7 separate regions of the Mus musculus genome follow, and regions 1, 2, 3, 4, 5 and 6 are each linked to region 7. The links are chromatin contacts, called in public HiCAR-type and promoter capture Hi-C maps. All regions are on one chromosome and are shown on one strand. Each heading gives the region's core, a stretch centred on a gene start, on an enhancer-like site or on the middle of the called end of the contact. The rest is flanking DNA. Distances are from core to core; before and after follow the strand shown.

Evidence for each region. Promoter capture Hi-C pulls out the DNA fragments that hold promoters and counts their contacts. HiCAR-type assays count read pairs that join an accessible place to other places. Capture Hi-C pulls out chosen DNA fragments and counts their contacts.
Region 1: a contact with region 7 is called in a HiCAR-type map of astrocytes, with 13 times the contacts expected there. The contact joins the promoter of Rhpn2 here to the promoter of Ccne1 in region 7. A contact is called at or near these places in 8 of 39 promoter capture datasets (the 3T3-L1 cell line, cranial neural crest, frontonasal cranial neural crest and 5 more), 3 of 115 datasets of contacts at active chromatin or transcription factors (astrocytes, embryonic forebrain and large pre-B cells) and 1 of 9 other capture datasets (liver).
Region 2: a contact with region 7 is called in a promoter capture Hi-C map of hippocampal neurons, with 11 times the contacts expected there. The contact joins the enhancer-like site here to the promoter of Ccne1 in region 7. A contact is called at or near these places in 6 of 39 promoter capture datasets (the 3T3-L1 cell line, the C10 cell line, cranial neural crest and 3 more) and 4 of 115 datasets of contacts at active chromatin or transcription factors (astrocytes, forebrain, large pre-B cells and 1 more).
Region 3: a contact with region 7 is called in a promoter capture Hi-C map of second pharyngeal arch cranial neural crest. The contact joins the promoter of Nudt19 here to the promoter of Ccne1 in region 7. A contact is called at or near these places in 9 of 39 promoter capture datasets (the 3T3-L1 cell line, the C10 cell line, the HPC-7 cell line and 5 more) and 1 of 484 Hi-C or Micro-C datasets (B cells).
Region 4: a contact with region 7 is called in a promoter capture Hi-C map of adipose tissue, with 4 times the contacts expected there. The contact joins the promoter of Cep89 here to the promoter of Ccne1 in region 7. A contact is called at or near these places in 2 of 39 promoter capture datasets (cranial neural crest and hippocampal neurons), 1 of 115 datasets of contacts at active chromatin or transcription factors (astrocytes) and 1 of 9 other capture datasets (adipose tissue).
Region 5: a contact with region 7 is called in a promoter capture Hi-C map of liver, with 6 times the contacts expected there. The contact joins the promoter of Rgs9bp here to the promoter of Ccne1 in region 7. A contact is called at or near these places in 7 of 39 promoter capture datasets (cranial neural crest, embryonic stem cells, frontonasal cranial neural crest and 3 more), 1 of 484 Hi-C or Micro-C datasets (CD4 T cells), 5 of 115 datasets of contacts at active chromatin or transcription factors (acute myeloid leukemia, astrocytes, embryonic forebrain and 2 more) and 2 of 9 other capture datasets (adipose tissue and liver).
Region 6: a promoter capture Hi-C map of adipose tissue shows a contact between it and region 7, with 3 times the contacts expected there. The contact joins the promoter of Pdcd5 here to the promoter of Ccne1 in region 7. A contact is called at or near these places in 7 of 39 promoter capture datasets (the C10 cell line, cranial neural crest, hippocampal neurons and 3 more), 2 of 484 Hi-C or Micro-C datasets (the G1E-ER4 cell line and embryonic stem cells), 4 of 115 datasets of contacts at active chromatin or transcription factors (craniofacial prominence, embryonic stem cells and large pre-B cells) and 1 of 9 other capture datasets (adipose tissue).

Annotation. Positions count from the first base shown.
Region 1 is chr7:35,332,803-35,335,502 of GRCm38.p6, forward strand. Rhpn2 (rhophilin, Rho GTPase binding protein 2) reads left to right here and starts at 1,435. Exons shown (of 15, transcript NM_027897.4): 1 at 1,435-1,609. The coding sequence starts at 1,541.
Region 2 is chr7:35,732,453-35,735,187 of GRCm38.p6, forward strand. All of the region lies in intron 3 of Dpy19l3 (dpy-19-like 3 (C. elegans)), which reads right to left. Among named protein-coding and RNA genes, the nearest start is that of Dpy19l3, 21 kb to the right of the region's middle. Within about 2 kb of position 1,374, at least 10 of the 459 cell types and tissues checked have an H3K27ac peak or open chromatin away from gene starts, as enhancers often do. A contact at or near this core is called in hippocampal neurons, where this site is marked.
Region 3 is chr7:35,554,602-35,557,301 of GRCm38.p6, forward strand. Nudt19 (nudix (nucleoside diphosphate linked moiety X)-type motif 19) reads right to left here and starts at 1,327. Exons shown (of 3, transcript NM_033080.2): 1 at 553-1,327. The coding sequence starts at 1,203.
Region 4 is chr7:35,395,458-35,398,324 of GRCm38.p6, forward strand. It overlaps Cep89 (centrosomal protein 89), which reads left to right and starts at 1,606. Exons shown (of 19, transcript NM_028120.3): 1 at 1,606-1,749; 2 at 2,533-2,639. The coding sequence starts at 1,711. It overlaps Faap24 (Fanconi anemia core complex associated protein 24), which reads right to left and starts at 1,310. Exons shown (of 4, transcript NM_178643.5): 1 at 756-1,310. The coding sequence starts at 861.
Region 5 is chr7:35,584,264-35,586,963 of GRCm38.p6, forward strand. It overlaps Rgs9bp (regulator of G-protein signalling 9 binding protein), which reads right to left and starts at 1,319. Exons shown (of 1, transcript NM_145840.3): 1 at 1-1,319. The coding sequence starts at 957. The coding sequence ends at 244. It overlaps Ankrd27 (ankyrin repeat domain 27 (VPS9 domain)), which reads left to right and starts at 1,984. Exons shown (of 29, transcript NM_145633.3): 1 at 1,984-2,106.
Region 6 is chr7:35,646,085-35,648,784 of GRCm38.p6, forward strand. It overlaps Pdcd5 (programmed cell death 5), which reads right to left and starts at 1,398. Exons shown (of 6, transcript NM_019746.4): 1 at 1,222-1,398; 2 at 60-97. The coding sequence starts at 1,287.
Region 7 is chr7:38,106,039-38,108,791 of GRCm38.p6, forward strand. Ccne1 (cyclin E1) reads right to left here and starts at 1,452. Exons shown (of 12, transcript NM_007633.2): 1 at 1,284-1,452; 2 at 749-791; 3 at 558-645; 4 at 241-309. The coding sequence starts at 762.

The sequences.
Region 1 (2,700 bases), core at 185-2,684, 2.8 Mb before region 7:
CACGTGTGAGGTCAGAGAACCTGTGGAAGTTCTTTTTTGCACCTTCTACCCTATGGGTTCCAGGGAATGGAACTCAGGTTGTCAGGCTGAGCGGCAAGCACTTTTATCCTCTGAGCCACCTCTGCAGCCATACTAACACCATTTTTGTTGTTTGTTTTTGTTTTTCGAGACAAGGATTCTCTGTGTAGCCTTGGCTCTGAGACCCGCTTGTCTCTGCCTCCTGAGTCCTGAAATTAAACGCCCCTGGCCCCTAAAACACTTCTTAAAGAGCATGAAAACGGTTGGTTAGTTTTGAAAGCCGAATCTGAGGTTTACACTGCGACCCACAGACCTCCAAAGGCAGAAGACAAAGGTGTTTTTTGGTGGTGGTGGCGGCGGTGAGGAAGGAGTCTACAGGCTGGGGGCTCTAGGCTCCTGCAGATGTAGCCCGATGTGCTACCAATATCCGACGCCAGTTTACCTACTCTCCAGTAGGAGGTTCCGCGAACCCCGAGCCTAAGGAACCCCCTGCTACTCCTGTACTAACCACATCGATACCTATAACACGAGACCAGCCAGAGAAAAAATCACTTGGGCTTGAGAACTGAGAAAACCGAGTTTGGGAACTCTGGCATCCTTAAAGACACCTGCAGAATTCCTGTGCACAAAGCCTGCTCAGTAGGTGGCCCCCTCTCCCGACGACTTCTGCTACCCAAGCGCTCGGAGGCCTCCTCTCCTGCAAACAGCTTTCCGTCCTTCCTGGCCAGAGCCTTTAAAAGCTTCCGAGCAGCGAATGAACTGGTCATGAATGTCCGCGTCCCTGAGTGGGAAAGCAAACGTATTTAGTTCTCTGCATTTACTATTCCTAGGGCTCCAGAGAAAGGGCGAATTTGGGTTTCGCTACGTTTGCTGAAACCCCGATCCCGCTGGCTGCGCCACCTTAACGCTCACAAGGTAGTGAGCTGTGAACAACACTCAGATTAAGATCGAAGGCTCAGCAAGAGCTCCATTCTAGACTCGCGGCAGACAGCACTTAACACTTGCATGGGGCAGGGGCGCGGTCTATACAATCAAGGGCAGGGCTTCAGGGCTCTGGCTTCAGCCTCGGGCGGGGCTGGAGGAGGACCGTGCGTGTTGTGGGCGGGGCCTTAGTTGAGCGGGGCGAGGCTACAGAGTTAGGTATCCGCCTCCGGTAGGACTGGATGGTGGAGGGGCGGGGCCTAGGCGAGATGGGGCGTGGCTCCAGAGATCAGGGGTGGGGCTCACTCTGGGATGCAGGAGGACTGCAAATGCGGGGGGCGGAACTGTAGGGCTTGGGATTCGCCTCTTGGGAGGCTGAAGGCGGGGCCTAGGTGGCAGAACTGAGTTCCAGGCTCGGGATCTGCCTAGGTCCAGGTCTTGCTAAGAGGGGCGGAGCTCCAGATATCTGGCGCTCTAGGGCTCGGGCGGGGCGGCAGGGCGGCTGGCTGGTCGGGGCGGGAGCGGGGGCGGGTCCCGGCGCCTCCTGGGGCCCTTAGTAGCCACTGCACCTCAGTTCACCCTGGACTCCCGCGCTGCCAGCATGACCGATACGCTGCTACCCGCGGCTCCCCAGCCGCTGGAGAAAGAGGGTGACGACTACTTTCGAAAGGTGAGTGGCGAGTCAACAGACCCTCTCTCTCTGTCCTGGCAAACTGCGGAGCGTGCTGAAGGGGCTTGAGGCGGGGGTCGGCTTGGACTGGAGGGGGAGGGGAAGGAGAAGGGAGAGACCCGCAGAGTTGGTGCGGGCCGAAGGGCGGAGAAGGGGGGTCGAAAGGGGATTGATTGCGCGGGGCTTGGAGCCCCGAGCAGATGGCAGCCGGGCTGGGGCGTGCAGGTGCACAGGCAAGCCACACGCAGGTGGGAACCTGGGGAGGTGATCCGGATGGCCCTGCCAGGCTTCTCGCGCTGGTGGGGAAAGGACCAGCTCCTGGCCACGCTGGCGAGCTCGGTCGGTCCCTCTGCACTTATACCGCAGCTCAGTTTCCACCCGAGCGCTTAGCCATGGTGCATCTGGAGGGCGAGTTTTGCTCTTTTGCCTCCCAAGTGCTTTCAGCGTTGGCCCCCTTCGACTTCTTGGTAAGGGAGAGTGGATGCTGCAAGGGGACCTCGGGCGTGCCCCTTCGTTTGTCCTCGCCCAAGAGAGCCAGAGAACCGGAGTCTCACTCTTCCAAAGTGGATTTATCTGTATTTGGTTGTCCGAGAGACCGAGAGGGCGAGACTGGACTCTGCGCGCTTGGCACGTCTTGGCGCTCCTGGGCAATTAATGCGACTGCCTTTCGCCCTGGAACTCAGTTCCTCAAAAGCGACCCCATTAGGCGCCCACAGCGGTGCTGGGATTGCCCAACAGCTGCTGGCTTTCAAAGGCACTTTAGAGGTGCGAATCACTGTGACAGACTCCTCACCTTCCTCTTGGGTCCCTAGAGAGTCTAAAAATAGCTTTTGGACTTTGGCCAAGGATCACCTGGTGGGTTGAGAGATTGTCGTGGATATTTTTCTAACTGATACGATCGAAGGCGCAGCGAGCAGTCATGAATAGGGAAGTGAAACTGCTTCCCACAGAGCAATCAATTCTTAATTGTTCGTAAATGGGCTTGGCAGCTTCCTTCTCCCGCGGGACTCTGGCATCTTAAAGAACTTTTGCTCACACGTGAAGTAGTAATAGAAAAGAGGGAAATCTGGAGACAGGTGGGGACAGTGGGC
Region 2 (2,735 bases), core at 124-2,623, 2.4 Mb before region 7:
TTCTCACCCAGTCAAATAACCATGGAGACTGCCTATTGATGTTAACTGAGCAAATACTAGCTTTTGTCCATGCAATAAATAAATAAATAAAACAAAAATAAGCCCACATTAAGTGTAATTACACTCCTCTTTTCTCCAGCTGCCTTTGCGCGTTCACAGTGCTAGCTACTGCCTTTAACAGAGCATCCTAACTCTGAACCTACAGTCACGGGGGGGGGGGGGGGGGGGAGCCAGCTCAGTCATTCACAGCTTTGGGCTTCATTTCCTATAGAGCTCTAAGGGGGAAAACAAAGGCTTATAAAAGAAGAGGGGTTATTCAAAGTATAAAGAGTGGAAGGCTTCGTGCCCTTCCCCCTCTTTACTATACCCAGAACAGTAAAAACCAAAGAGGGATCTAATTAGTAAAGAACGCATTCAAACATGATTAATTGGTAATCTTGGCACCAGCTGTCTAGAACCAAATGCTATCCTTTATTAGACAGACACTCGCAGGTTTTACATCTGCTTCATGCTAAGAGAACATCTGCCTCGTTCAAACGCTTCCCCAGTTCTACAGCAATTTATACTTTGTCTGGTGGATCTCGCCAATGAAAACGTACATCAGTGGTAGTTACCCTCTGCAGAGCGCCAAGTGGACCAATACTTCTAATTTTAATTTGCATAAATGGGGAGCAGTATTTGGTGGAAGAATAAAAATGTGTCTGACGATAATAACAGAAGCAAGCAGAAAGACAGATGAACTGCATTCTTGTTCATTTGTGTGGATGTGTGCATACACACTCACACGCACAATCCTGCAGAGCCGGCAGAGGGTGTTGGAGCAATGGAAGCCAGAGTTCCAGGCAGCTATGAGCTGACAGTATAGGTGCTGGGAACTGAACTCAGGTCCTCCAGAAGAGCAGTAAGTGCTCTTAACCTCTGACCCATCTCTCCAGCCTTGTGAACTGTATTTTCAAAGATCTGCATCCCTAAAAACATCTCAGTAGCAGCTTGGATAACATTGTAAGTACTAAAAGAGGAGAGTAAGAGGACTGTTCACAGTTGATGATCTGTACCCGAGGGCACGCAAGCGTGATGCTGGCAATGCCCGAAAGGTTTTCAGGCCCTTTGAGGATAATGGCACTCAGCTCAGGAACACAGCAAGTTCATTTCTAAAAATCTCACATCAATAACTTTTGTTGGTAAAAACTGTTCCCTCCCATCTCCCGATAATTAGGCTGCTGGGAATGGAGAAGCCAACGACCCATTAACTCTCTGAAATGCTGTTTCAGAGTTAACAAATCATCTCACCAAGAATCGGGGAGTTCACGGGAAGACAGCTGTGCAGAGCCCCGCACTGGGAACCATGCCCTTGGCAAACATATTTATGGCACGTACATGGTTTATTGTCTGGTTAAATTCCCATCCATCTGTTAGGATGGAGGGATTCCTGCCCTCGAGTTGACTAAAGCTGTGACACGTGACAGCTGACAAGCAGGCTGGTGAGAAGGTTAAGTCTTGCAGGCTCTACCGGCTCCACTGGGCCTGCCCAGAAGCCACCAGCAGCATCTGCGGATTAACCCCATTTATTCCAGGGACACCTTGCTTTGAAGGAGTACGAAAATCCTGCAACATGAAACCTATGCAGATGCTGGTGAAACAGAAGCCCGAGAAAAACAGACTAGGGAGAAGCTGGGAGAGCCATACACGCTTTGAACGGGTGGAAACAAGAGGTCTAAGAATCCAGTCCTGGACCCAAAACAACAAAATCAGTACATAGAAAACAACGGAAAAGGCACATGACAGCTCACAACCTAAGTCCAGTTCCAGGGGATCTAAACCTGTCCTCTGATTTCCACTGTCACCACTTGGTGCATATACACACATGCAGAAAAACACTTCACACGCATAAAATAAATCAATCTGAAAAACATTTCTGGGCGTGGGTGTGGAGGCTGAGGCAGATGGATCTCTGTGAGTTCCTGGCCAGACAGGTCTGTAGAGTGTGACCCTGTCTCAAAAAAAGGATGGCGTGTGGATGCTGGTGAAGTGGTGTCTGGGCAGAGATCTGGAGGTGACTGTTGGCTGAGTGGATTCCAGAGGGAAAGGCAATGATACGGAGCCTCACAGGAGCACCAGGAAGAACAACCAGGAGGGTGTGGCAGCCTGAGTGCAGATGAAGTACAGGGGAAGCAGGTATGAAGGGCAGGAGGTGGGTATCAGAGGGCGCATCTCCTTGTCCCATAGGTGAGGCGGGCTCCGGGCCTGTAACTTAAGAGCTTGGAATGGTGGAGTGTGCAGAGGGGAGTTAGGAGTTTGTTTTTATATTCGTTAAGCTTGGAAAGCAAAGGGGATTTATATTTTGAGAGAAGATCTCACTAGGTAGCCCAGGCTGGCTATCACTGAAGTGATCTTTGTGCTTCTACCTCGTGCTAGGATTACAGACATGCACCACCATGCTTGGCTACACACCACACACACACTTATATAATACATATAGTATACACCACAAAGGTGCAGATGCCCAGTGTGGCCAGAAGAGGGTGTCAGATCCCAGGGAGCTGGAGTTATAGCTGGTTGTGAGCTGCCTGACATGGGCACTGGAAATCAAACTCAGGTCCTCTGGAAGAGAACTACGTACTTTTAACCACTGAGATACCTCCCCAGCCACTTAGCTTTATATTTTTAAAGTTTTTTTTTAAAACAATAAACAAAACTGCAGAGTTCTGAGTGGTCCAACTGGACCACTGGGTGAA
Region 3 (2,700 bases), core at 77-2,576, 2.6 Mb before region 7:
TTTTTTTGCATAAATAAAAGATGAACTTGAAGCGGTGGCACACTCAAGACCTCGGGTCCTAGGCCTGAAGCCTAACTAACTGTGCCTGGTGCATTGCAAGTGACACGAAAAAGAAAGGGAGGGAGGGATGGAGGGAGACAGACAGACCAACTCGCGCGCGCGCACACACACACACACACACACACACACACACCTACCACGCGTGCGCATGCAGAGAGAGAAAGGGGTTAGAAAAAGGAGAAAGATGGAAAGGGAAAGGAGAGAGAAAGCGAAAGACGAAGGAAACGGGAACAGAGAAACAGGAAGAGATGAAGAAGGAAGAAGAAAGTTAATGACTGAAATCCTATAATGTGTTCTAGAAACCCGAATGAAAACGATTTAGGGCATGAAGTGAATTGGGAAGTGTCCAGAACAGGCAGTTGGGAGCATTGCCGCGCCCCCGCTTAGGGTGAGAGTTGAGTCCTTGAGAGCCTAAAGCAAGGTCACGCACGTGCGCCTTTGGTCTGGGGTAAGGCTCAGCGCATCCCGGGGGGCGGGTCCCGCGACCCCTACCTGGTAGCCCACCACCTCGGCCACGTCGGGCTCCACGCGCGGAATGTCGCGCAGGCAGCACAGGAAGAAGGTGGTGTCGAAACGGCGGATGGTTCGCCCATACGGGGTGAGCCATCCGCCCCAGTCGTGCAGCGCCCAGATGTCAGGCGTGCAGTCTAGGTGCGCACACAGCTGGAGGAAGCAGCGCGGGTCACTGCGCACGCGCGAGCGCCATTCGGCCAGGCCGGCCGGAGGCGACAGCGCCTGACTGGGCTCCTGAGAAGCTGGAGCCGCGTCCCGCGGCCGCAGGAGCAGCACCCCCGCCTCCTCGAAGGCTTCGCGGATGGCACAGATGCGCAGCGCTACGTCATCGGGCAGCGCCGCGGGGTCCGCGTCGCCGTGGGACAGCCCGGGGAAGGGGGGTTGCCGAGGGGGCTCCGGGCCTAGGCCGAAGCGCGGCGGCGTGTGCCGAGGCGCGAACAGACGCACCCAGTCGGGTGAGCTGTCGGCCGCGTCCAGCACGCCGCCCGGGAAGACGTGCGCGCCGGGCAAGAAGCGCTGGTTTTGTGCTCGCTGGAGAAGCAGCAGCCGGAAGCCGGCCGGGCTCGAGTGGGTCCAGCCTGCTGCCAACATCACGGTGGCTGCCCGCCGCCAGCTGCTCGAGCTGCTCATGGCCGGCGTCCTTCAGATCCCCCTTAGGAAGTGGCCGGGTCGTAGAGTGGTGTCCAGAAGCCCTATAAATGTTGAGGGCCTGAAAAATCCGGCCTGGCGGCTTCCGGAGGTTTACTTGTGGGAGGAGCGTGATTCCCGCGCCAGAGCACCTCCTCGAATGCCCTGCGCTTCAGTCAGGGTCATTCTCGCCCTGTCACAGCCCTGTCACAGCTGCTGCAGTCACCAGCCAGCCTCTGGGAGCACGGGTGCCAGTGTGGAGTGGAAAATAATTTCTAGTTGTGAACCTTTCCCACTAAACGCAAACGACTAGGACTTTGTCCCCTACGCTGGCCTGTTGCCTGTATAGGAGGTTCCAAGGTGTCTGGAGCTCTCTTGAACCATGCTAATAAACGAATGGGTGGATCAGATGCCAAGTTAGACTAACTACTCTGTAGTTTGAATGTCTTTGGCTAGTCCCTGTCCCTTGGGGTAGTCTGTCTTAAGTTGTAGATGTTGTTATTGCCTGAGCACCTGAGGATCAGGGAAAATTATCTTAGTGTGATTAGTTCTCTTTCTACGTGGGAGATGTTTAATCCTAGACTAGCAATGCTTCCCCCTCCTCTCCAACCTTTTTTCCTTTTTTCTTTTTCTTTTTGTTTTTGTTTCTTGTTTTGTTTTGTTTTGTTTTTAGACAGGGTTTCTCTGTGTAGCCCTGGCCGCCCTGGAACTCACTCTGTAGACCAGGCTGGCCTCGAATTCAGAAATCTGCCTCCCAAGTGCAGGGATCAAAGACATGCGCCACCACTGCCTGGCTTCCTCTCCAACTTTTAAGTGGCTGGAGGACTTGCACTTCTATTTTGTTTTTTGGAAACAGCTTGTTTCTGTCTCCCTTTTTGCAGCTCTCTCTCAGTCACCAACTCTTGTAAATCCCATCCTAACTGATCACATATTTTTAGGGTTTCGGATGAGTTAGGCTGTATTCTTGGGGCTATAGAGATGTTTTTTGTTAGTTTTGAGAAAGTATTATTATGTAGTCTTGCTTTTTTGGGAACTTGCTATGTAGACGACCAGGCTAGCCTTGAACTCACAGAGATCTATCTGCTTGTCTCTGCCTCCCCAAGTCTAGGACTAATAAAGGTGTGTGCCAGCCTCATCATTTTGCAGTTGACTTTGGTTATTTTTAATGTTAACCTGTCTAAAGATGGAGCTGTCTGTGTACTTACTGCATCTCCAGAAACAGAAAATGGGGCCACAGGTTGAGAAGTATCTGCCCTTAGTAAGATAACCTGCCGCCGCCGTCTATCTGTGAGCCAACAGACTACCCTTGTCTAAACTGATGCTCTTGGCACTGACACGGGAAATTTGAGCTGAAATTTATTCTAAATCTATTATAGAGCCCAGGTGTCATTATGGGAACTTTTTTTTTTACACTTATTACTTACTTATGCAAGTGCCATTGAATGCATGTGGCGCCCAGAAGACAATGTATGTCCTGGGTCATCAGGTTTAGCTGCAAGT
Region 4 (2,867 bases), core at 356-2,855, 2.7 Mb before region 7:
AGATTCATTTTTTTAAATGTGTGTATATGTGTGTATGTGTGTGTTCGTGCATGAAGGTACCCTGAGAAGCCATGAGAGGGCATCAAATCTTCTGGAATTGGAATTACAGGCAGTAATGAACAGCTCAGTGAAAACAGATGGGGATCTAGCCATCTCTAGCCCCCACCCCGCTTTTTGTTGGTTTGAGACAGGGTTTCTCTGTGTAGCCCTGGTTGTTCTAGAACTCACTCTGTAGATGAGGCTGGCCTTGAACTCAGAGATCCTTCGGTCTCTGCCTCCCAAGTGCTGGGATTAAAGGTGTGACCCACCACCACCTGTCCTAAACCTCCTTTTTAATAAAATAAAACCCAAAGATTTATATGTAGGTTTTGCTCGCATATGTCTGTGCACATGTGCAAGCCTAGTGCCCCCAAAGGCCAGAAGAGGGAGGAGTCTGACTCCTTGAGCCACCATGTGGGTGCTAGGAATTAAACCACGATCCTCTGTAAGATAAGCCAGTCCTCGTAACCACGGAGCTCTCTCTCCAGTCCCCTTTCATTTTAGTCTATGTAACTATTTTGAGACAAGTTCTCATAGCCCAAGCTGGCCTTGAACTTGCTATGTAGCCCCAGGCTGGTCTCTAACGCAATGATTCTCCTACTTCAGTCTCAGGAGTGCTGGGATTGCAAAGGAACATCACCATACCCAGCATTTCTCTCACTCTCTCTTTTAACGTGCTGGGAAGAAAGGGGTATGACAGAAGACAGCTCACTGACCTTGCATCTCCTGAGCCAGTTGGGACCCGCGCCATTTTTCACTAGCCACAATATGTCCTAGTGGCACGTGGACCGGACCGGTCCCATCAGGCGGGTTCCTTTCCATCCGTGGTTTTGGTCTAAATGAGGAAAATGCAAGGTCTCACTAGAGCAGGCGCTGTTGCACACAGTTCTACACGAAGTCGGGACCTCTTTGACAGGATCTGTAGAGTGGATTTTCAGGCACTGAGCTACTTCAACCGAAGTCTGAATTCAAGAGATTATTTATTTTCAAAATAAGACTGGGTCTTCTTATCACGCTTGGCTCTGTACTGATAGTTGACTCCAGCTGGACTTGAACTCAGCAGCCCAAGTGCTAAAATGACAGCCGGGCGCCACTACCCCGAGCTAAACCCGGGAGATTTCTGTTTGAGTGACTCCGTCCCTCTTTGTAAGCACCTCCCTTAGCTCTGGTGTCCTAACAGGACGCTTACGGTGGCTCTTCCATTCGGTCCCTGTCCTTCTATTCGGTTCCTGTCCAGGGCTACAAAGGCAGGGAAGCTCACTGCGCCGGGGTCTAGAATCTCCGTGGACCTCACCTGAGGCCCTGCCACTTCCGGGTTCCCACAGCCCGGGAGCCCTCTTTAAAATTCTGACCGCCCTGGCCAGCGTTTTATTGGGTGATAGGTAAAAGATGGGCGTCTACTATAGCCAATAATCGAACGGAAGTCTCAGCTTGCTTCCTCTCTGGCTGGAATTTGAATGACGCCTTGCTGGGTTGTCAAGAGCAACGGGTGGCAGTAAAATTGACTCTGATAGGCTGAGACTCAAAACAGAGCCAATGTGAGACATGCTTGTTGTAAAGTCGGGGGTCCGCGGGAGCTAGGCTGTGGGGAGCTGTGCAGGCTGCGGGGTCTACCTTCCAGCTAGTCCAGCGCCTGGCGGCTCAACCCGCAGCCCTCAGCTCTCAGCCAGGATGCTCCTCAGCTTCCGCAGGAACCGCCGGAGCCAGTTCGTGAGTAGTTCCAGGCCTTCGAGTGCGGTTAAAAAAAAAAAAGATTTATTTATATGAGTGATCTATCTGCATGTATGCCTGCATAGCAAGAGAAGGTGTCAGATCCCATTACAGATGGTTGTGAGACAACATGTGGTTGCTGGCAATTGAACTCAGGACCTCTGGAAGAGCAGACCATGCTCTTAACCACTGAGCCATCTCTCCTGCCTTCATGTGCAGGTTTTAAAGACTGAGATAGGAGCGAGGCGGGATCGCTATCAGGGAGCATTAAATTCCAGAAACCCAGACTAAATGTTCCAAAGAACCCTTCATGTCCAGAGCCTGCCACAGACAGGAATCTTGGCCTCCCTGTCAGGATTCTCCTCTTAGCCGGGAGTTCACTCCTGTCTTGGAGAAAACTTCCCCCATGAGTTGATTCCTTTCCTATTTAGGGTATATTAGCCCAGCTCACTTAGTTAATCCTCTCTGGAAAAGCCCTCCCACAGACACCCAAAGGTGTGCTTCATTACACGGTAGGTATAGATTAGCCCAGTTCAGTTGACAATTGAAATCGGTCAGGAAAGCTGCCGTGAGCAGGGAGGTGTGAATGAATCGGATAGCCATGATGGTGTGCCCCAGTGAGTGCCCTTGCCTCACCAATGGGGATTGGGAACAGCGGCAGGTGTGTGTGTAAAGACTCTTGTGGGGCCGGATCCCTAGAGTGACCTCAGTTTGGGAGGTGATGGTGGCCCAGGAGCAAGGTGATCTTCTCCCGGTGACCTGCCTTGGGTTTCATTTGTGCAGAACCACATCATCCATGGCTTCCTCCCCGCAGCCAGCATCGCTCCGAAGCCAGCGGTGCCACGCACACCCCCTCCTCGGAGCCCCAACCCTTCTCCAGAGAGGCCCAGGTAAGTCCCAAGATGAGCAGCACCGAGGGTCACGCCCGTGCTTGACCATCAAGTCCTGAATCCTGGAACTGATCACACTAGCCAAAAGGCCACAAGTAGAGGGCTAGACTATTACGCTCTGTGGTTACCTCTGCTCAGAGATGCACTAATATGGCTTCTCTGAGCATCAGTGGACTTGTCTGGGGTGTGGTACCTTCAATGGAAGATCTCAGATTTCAGGATTGGGTA
Region 5 (2,700 bases), core at 69-2,568, 2.5 Mb before region 7:
CTATTAATAGGAGGTAAAGCTCCTACAGACATTAGAGGTAATGGCCTGGCCGCCCTGTGCTGTTAACTCCTCTTGGGCCAGCATGTTAAAAAACAAAACACGTTTTGCCCAGGCAGAGGTGGGCTTTGAAAGGATCATGTTCATATGCACACATTCAGGCTCACTACCTCTCTCCTTAACGGTTCAAACCCGAAGCCCATGCCCTGGAAAGAAAAGGGGCAGCGGACGACCGTTGGATATCAGTCAGCTCAGCTTTGCCACACATAAGGCGAGGGCCACAGCCACCAACAGCACGGCGCTGAAAACGGTGGCAGCCAGGGCCTTGCTGGGGTCGCAGGGGCCCGCGCGCTCCTCTACCGAAATGCCACCGGCTGAGGACGCGCCGGCACTGGCACCGGACAGGAGTTCGGCGCCTGCCGCTTGTCGCGCCTGTACAGTCCAGCGGGGCACGTTGACTTTCATTTCCATGTCGTCAATCATCTCGCCCACCTGGAGGACTTCGCGCTCCAACTGGGGCAGATCGGCGACATCGAAGTCGCTCTCCGCTTCGTGCCGCAGGCTGCGGGCGCTCAGGGCGCGCGCAGCTACAGCAGAGGAGCCGCCCGTCACCCCAGTGCGAACAAGTGGCCGGCGCGGCGCGTGCAGCGGGAAGGTGGCTCCCAGCGCTAGTGCGCGCTGCATGTCGGCTTCGAGCAGGTCCAGGCAGCCTGAAAAGGCCACCCAGAGCCGCTCAAACTCCGCGCGCTCCTCGGTAGCTAAGCTCCGGTCCCGGAGCGCGACGGTCAACCGGGCGCCGGTGGCCACGGCCAGCTCCCGCGCCTTCTGGCGGGTCTTCTGCAGCTCTTCGCGTAGGTCCTGAGTGTCCGCGGAGCCGCCCACAGTAAGCACTAAGTGATGGTAGCACGCTGTGGTCTTGTTGAGCGCGTCCAGCAGCGCCTTGCACTCCTCTCTGGCCATGGCGCTGCCCTCCGGCGGTACCCTACTTGCAACCTTCAACGTCGTAGGTCGCCTCCAGCCCTGATGCCAGCCTTGAGCAGGGCGGACTGAAAGCTCCTCATGTCCTCGCCGCTGTTCTCAACAGAGCTCTCCAGGGACCCTTGAGGTGCGCCTCCGGCGTCCCCACGGCTGGGGTAGTCTGGTTAGCTTCTCCCCATCCGCTCCTCCATTTCCCCCAGACGCGCTCCGGGTCACGCGTAGTGTCTTTGCACCACTTTCTTTTTCACGGCGGCTCCCTGAGAAGCCCAGAGTGAAGACCCCATCCTTGATCGACCCCAAGTCTCCAAGACGAGCCGCGCGCCTTAGCCCCGGCCAAGGGCAGCAGGATCCAGTTTCCTAGGACACGCCTCCAGCCACCAGTCCAGGCCCGGGGCTTCCTCCGCCCGCCCCCCCCGCCCCCTCCCCGCCCCCGGGCCAGGGGTAGGCGGGGCCCAGCCCAGGTAGATCAAGTGTGGCTTTCCCTCTTCTCCCTACCATGATAATTCTGGAACCTTAGCGCCCTACAAATTCAAGGTTTTTTTTTTTCCTACTTTGCAGACGAGGAAAAGTGAGACTCGGTAGAAAGAATGCTTAGCTTATCGCAGCCCATGCTAGTGAAGGGAAAGGACCAAGGGACTAGACCCTGTAGGCAACAGAGTAGGGTGGCTCGGAAGTCTGGGCACCTCCAGTTTGCATCACCAGTAGCACGGGCGATCGACCGGGTAGGATTGTTACTTAGTTGGAGCTCTCTTCTTCATCACAGTCTAACCCCATTTCAGGGGCCCAGCTTGGACCCCACCCCTAATATCAGATCTTCCTTAGGTCCCGCCTCTCGAATTCTGGGCACGCGCACTCCCTGGTTCTGGGCGGGGCTAGCTTGAGTAGGAAGCGCGGAGTCGCCTGGGCCCCACCTCCGACTGAACTAGACTTAATGATTGCTCTGTTTACGTGTCAGTCTCGACTAAAACGACCTCTTATTGGACAGACTGGAGCAGGGTTCCGCCCAACGGCGGAGTAAAGAGGTAGGCTGAAGAGTGGAGCCACCGCACCCGGGTGGTGGGCACTCAGGTCCCAGCCCAGGGTCCGGGAGGTGCTGTCGTAGCACAGAGGTGAAACTATGTAGCCTCTTAAGTAAGTGTCTTCTGCGGGTATCCTCCAGCGCCTCCCTACTCTGGGGAACGCCGAGGTCGGGCGGGGCCTGGGAGAGGAAGGGGGAGGGGTTCCCTGCACTGAAGGGGAGCCCCAGGCTGGGCTGATGGGCCCCAGGGGCCCGGACCCGTGGCGGGCTGAGCCTCCCAGCTCTCCCGTTCCTCTGCGGTCCGCATCGCGGCGCGCACGTTGTCCACTAGGTCCAGAGGGATGCCTAGGCGGCGCGGAGAATGCATCTGTTCCTGTGGCACCACGGCAGGCCTGGGTCCCCCGGAGCTGGGACTTGGGGCAGTGGGCAGAGCTGTCGCTCCCAGGCCATGTGGCCTGGGAGGTTTTCCGGTGACCAAACTGAGGGAGGAGGCTGTGTGTTCAGATCCTGGTCTAGGCCAGCTGATTGAGTTTCCGCCGGGGCTGAAAGTGGAAAGGGTATCCCTGCCTGCTTTACACGTGGCGAGGTCCTCTCGTCCTGTATGTAGAGAAGACTTATGGAAAACTCAGGTACCCAGAGACGTACAACCACACAGAGTGTGTTCGGTTTCTTGGTTGAAAACGGACTGCCCAGATGCGCGCGCGCCA
Region 6 (2,700 bases), core at 148-2,647, 2.5 Mb before region 7:
AAAGCCAAAAGCTCAATCTATGAAACCACTCTTCCAGAAAGTTCTAGTTCCAGCCCTACCTTTGCTTTGCTTCCTGTTGGGCTGCATCACCAGGATCCTGAAAAAAAAATAATTTTTACCTTTTAATGGAGTGGAACTTCAAAAGAAGAGAGAAGAACACATGGGTCAGGGAAAGGTGGGGTGAGGCACATTTGTCACCATAGTTAGCACTTAGGAGACACAAGAATCTCAAGTTACCGGCCAGCCTGGGCTATAAACAGAGACCGTATTCAAAATAAAGTAAAATACCAAATAAATGAAAACAAAAATAAAGGGCTTATTCGATATTCTTTCTGCTATAATAGGTTCCCGAGGTGGAAACTGGACCTCACCAAAAAAAAAAAAAAAAAAAAAAAAAAAAAATCAATAAGTCAGTTTCCATTTGCAATGTTGTGTTCGTTTTATTAAATAAGGGCTGAGGGTGGAACTCAGGGAAGAGAGGGTGTTGTGTATGCTAGGTAAGCACTGTGGCCCAGGCTAACCCCCACTCCCAGCCCCACATTTCCCAAGCGTCTCAAGTCACAATCTAAAAGAATGTTTGAGAACGCACACATTCCTGAAAAGGCCCCGGTATCATGGAGCCCTATTTTTAACCAGTGAGAAGACTGGAAAAAAGAGACCCTGGCTTGGCACGAAAGATGCTGGCTCAAAGGCTCAAATGCTTGCCACTGAGGTCACCCACCACCACTAGCGTTTGTCCCAAGGCAAGTTTACAACCCGCTACTCCCTCCTAGCCGGCACCGCAGGGGCTGAGCACCATCTCTGGAGTCCGCGGTTCGACTCCCGCCCGGGGAGGCGCTGTCAGAGCGGCGTCCTCCGCACCAGAGCTCAGAGGATCCCCCTCTACACAGCGCGGGCTTCCGGTCGGCAAGACCCCCCCCAATCCGAGGACACCCCAATCCCGGCGAGGATCGCCTGAGGCTCGACGGCAGCGAAAACCGAGACTTGGGGGGTGGGGTGGGGGGTGACTCGAAGGCGCGCACACCCCAACCCGCACAAGCCTCACGCGGGACCCTACGGCAGCCGAGGAGGCGGCGGTGACCTCCGGGGACACCCCCATCCCCGTGGGCACACACACGTTGCCATGGGGTACGCGGAAGCCGGGGTCCCACGAGCAAACGCCGAGAGCCTGTGCCTGGGGCGAGGGCGTCACCTCGCCCGCCCGCCCGCTCGCTCACTCACTCCATGCTTGGCCTGCAACTCGGCCAGCCTCTGCTTCCTCAGCGCCTCAAGTTCTTCGTCCGCCATGGCGCGGCTGTCCCACGTCGCGCAGGCGCAGCGGCCGTCGGGGGTCGCGCAGCCGCAGCCGCCCTCCGGTACACTCGGTTGGAATCGCTTCGGCCGGAGACTCGAGCCCGGCGCCTTCGACTGCGCAGACGCGAGTGATGCTCAGGCATCAAAAGTCGAGTGCCGAGTTGGGGCTGCCGGGCCTCGGCCAGGGTGCCTTGCAGAGGACCGATCCTGCGATGGGAAAAGGGGCAGAACCTCTAAGAGGGCGCTTGTGGGTTCCCAGGCTCTGAACTGCGCGTTAACACGCCCCACCCTAATGATTCCTAGGACTGGCAATGGCGCAGTTCTGCAAGGTGTAAACTCCTTAGTCGACGCCCTGTCTGCTTTACCCCAACCCCCAAGGGCCTTTGCTGAGAAGATGCTGTGTGTGTGAGTGTGTGTGTGAACTATGGCAATACACACACACACACACACACACACACACACACCCTGATTTTGGAGTGAGGGTCCCAGTAAGGGATGGAGTGGGTGGAAAAAAAAACTGCTCAATTCTCCAATCCTGTGACTTGCTTATGGTATATGTATTTTAATTTTTCCAAATACATCTAACCATTTTCATTATATATATATATGGAGGTAAGGGATGAGTGAGCCTGAGGAGACAAACATTGGACCCCTGGAGTTGGAGTTCCAAGCAACTGTGAGTCACCTGATATTGGGTTGAGAATCGAATTCTGGTGCTCTGGAAGACTAATACACACTTTTAACCACTGAGCCATCCCTCTAGCCCATATACCTACATCCACCCTGTTGAGCAATGGCTACTCTCTATAAATTTTTCATCATTACAAACTGGCACCCACTCACTAAATAGAAATTATTTATTATCCCTGGTTCCCATTACAAAACAATGTTCTGTCTGTATAAAATTGCCTATTCAAGCACTATTTATTTATGGCTGGCATATTTGACCAATCATATACCACCTTCAAGTTTTTTATCCATGTTGTACCATGAGACAGAACTTCATTCTTGATTGGATTTGGTGGGTGTGTGCCTTTAAAGTCGGCCAATCCAGGGGCGTCTGAGGCAGGAGGATCTGGAATTGAAGACCAGCTTGCCATTACATAGTGAGACTTTGGCTCCAACCAAACAAGCTCTCCCCTCCCCCATTTCATTATTTCCTGGCTGAACATATTTACTGTACAAAGCACATTAGATGTATTCATCAGTTTAACCTTGTTCACTTTTTGCTTAGTGTGAGTAAAGCCACTATCAATGCATGTGTTCAAATGCCTGCCTGCAATCCTGCCTTCAGTTATTTTAAATATGTATCTATGGATGGAATTGCTGTGTTAGGGACTGTGGTGGTTTGAAAGAAAATGGCCCCCAGAGGCTCTTAGGGAGTGGCACAGTTAGGAGGTGTGCCTT
Region 7 (2,753 bases), core at 202-2,701:
GCTTAGAAAGGACCAAATTATACACTCACTCTGGTTCCTCCAGGTATCAGTACCTGTAACCTTAAAGGTGCCATTCAGGAAACACAAACCCCTCCCACAACCCCAGGCCCAACTGAGACCAGGCCACATTGACAAGCTTCAGAGGTTCAGCCATGTGGCCTGCAGCTCTGTTTTGGGAAAGTTGGAAGAAAGAAAACCTGGAACCCAGGAGGCAGAATACCCTGTAGGCAGCAGACCTACCTGACTGCTATCCTCGCTTTTCACAGTCTTGTCAATCTTGGCAATTTCTTCATCTGGGTCTTGCAAAAACTAAAAAAAAAAAAAAAAAAAAAAAAATCCCGGTCCACCATGGGTCCACATGGTGCGACCCAAAGACAAAAAACACAAGAGAAAAAGGGGGAAATGTTTGTTAGGTCATGAACGACATTCAACTAAAGGAAACCTCTCTCTCAACTAATTCTTTTCACTAGTAGGTAAGAAGAACCAAATTTGGTACCCAGGTAAGATGGAAGGGGGGGTGGGCTGTCCCCTTCCCAACCTGTATCCTTTGTACTCACCACGGCCACATTTGCCTTCCTTTTTCTGGAGCGGACTGAAAGGTCGGAGCCACCTTCTTCTTTCATGTTGCTGTGGTCCGTCGAGTCTCTGCAAGGGCATGGTGTCATGGGGTGCTGCTCCCCAAAAACTCAGGCCGCCCCTCCCCCACCGCTACTCACCCTTACCCTCCCGCAGCAGGGAGGCCACTCACCTCTCCCTTGGCATGGCTCAGGACTTGGGCTTGGAACTCAGACCTGGGAGGACAACAAGCAAGCATCGTGGTGAGCACGGCCCGCAGAGGGGACCTGAGTCTTCCAGTTCGTCCCGGGCACCCCTCCCCCCTCCCGCGCGGGCGGCGGCGGCGGGAGCCTCCTGGGCCCGGAGGCCGGCCGGGAAAATGGCCGATGGGCCCGGGTGGCTTGTCACCCGCAGGCGCCGCCAGCAGCCTGCGACCCTGGGTCCGAACCTGAGGTTGGGGATGGAGGCCCAGCCGCCCTTCAAGAGGACCCCCCGCTCCATCACCGTCCTCGGGGCCGGGGCTGCCTCAGTGTCCCTTTCTACACCTACCCCTGACCCGTCTCTCACAGCCACCCCGGCCGGGGCACCCCGAGCTGATACCTCAGGGGACCGGGTGACCCGGCCTCGCCCCACCCCCACCCGGGCCCGGTCCGGTCTGGTCGGACCCGGTCCGGACGCCTGGGAGTCGTGGGAGTCCCGGGAGTCCCGGGAGTCCAGGCAGCCCGTACCCGAAGCTGTGTCCGCCGCAGGCAGGCGCGCTCGAGCGGGCAGGAGGCCGACGGCGAGCGGGAAGCAGGAGGCGGGAGGCGGCGGCCGAGCGCGCGGCGCTGGCGGGATCCGCGCCTGCCCCCTACACCGCGCTGGCTGTCGAGCCGGCTGCTCCTGCGCCCGGCTTCGAGCGGGACATTTAAAAATCCCAGCGCGCGGCACCGGCCCCGTCCCGCCCTCGCGCCCCGCCCCGAGGGCTGCGAGCCCCTCAGCGGCCGCCGCAGGCCCGGGGCCCGCCCCGTCGCCGCGCGGACCAGCGAGGAGCTCTGGTGGGGGCGTGGCCTCCCGGGGGGCGTGTTCTTTTACGGGCGTGGCATGCACTAAAGGGGTGGGGCTAGATGTCAGGGCCTGCGCGCCGGGGGCGGGGTGCGGACGTGGTAGGCGGGGCCTGCGCGGGGCGGGACGCGGGAGAGTCGTCTGGCGCGCGCGGCTGCGGGGCGGGCTCGCTGACGCGGGAGAATCTTGGCGCGAGCGCCTGAAGGATTCTGAGCGTGCGGGGCCGGGAGGAGCGGCATGGGCCGCCCAAGTGGAATGTCAGCAGGGCAGATCGCAATGATCGGCGGCCGGGCTTGACTGGAGTGAGGCACGGGAGGGCCCGGAGTTAAGAACCCGTCATCCGCCGGTCTCCCGCGCGCGCGCACTGTCCCTCCTGACTCGTCCTCCCCGCCCCTGAGACGCAGAGTTCCGGGCCGAGTCCGGCGCGTGGGTGTCCCCAAGGTCACAACAGCTTGTGGCTCCTGGGACCGGAACCAGCATTCAGGCTGCTGCTGTTAGGTCTCCTGTGGACCAGCAGCAGGTCCTTTAACCTGTCAGTGTTTCTGGTCCATTCATCCACCCATTCATTCATTCATTAGGCTACCCAAGCACATTTCTGTGCCTCTAGCACACATGGGCCCAACCCGTTTGCAGAAAGCCTCTCTGACCCTTAGGTCCCCATGAGGTGAGGCAGTCTCCAGCCTATAATTTTACTCCAAGTGTTTTCATCAACCTCAGAGTATGCACATGCCTCACAAACGTGAAGTGACCCTCACCCACCCCAGACCTGACCTTCAGCCCTCCGCCCGAGCTGCTGGATCCAGCATCCGGTGCCCTTTCGCACCCCAGAGCCTCAGAGCTTGCTTTACTCTCTTCTGACCCATTCCAGCTGTTTGTGCTTCCGGAAAACTTGAAGGTCTTTGGTAACCACTTCCTCTCCGGCGTACCTTTCCCCAGGACGTCCCCTCCAGTGTTAAACTATGGCAAAGCACTTGTTTCTTCCAATCTCTTGTTCACTCTGTTTTCTTATCCCGTTGCCCCTTCTGTATCTTGGACCAAAAGGGTCACTTCCCTTATGTTAGTAAATGATATAGAAAGAAAGAAAGAAAGAAAGAAAGAAAGAAAGAAAGAAAGAAAGAAAGAAAGAAAGAAAGAAAGAAAGAAAGAAAGAAAGA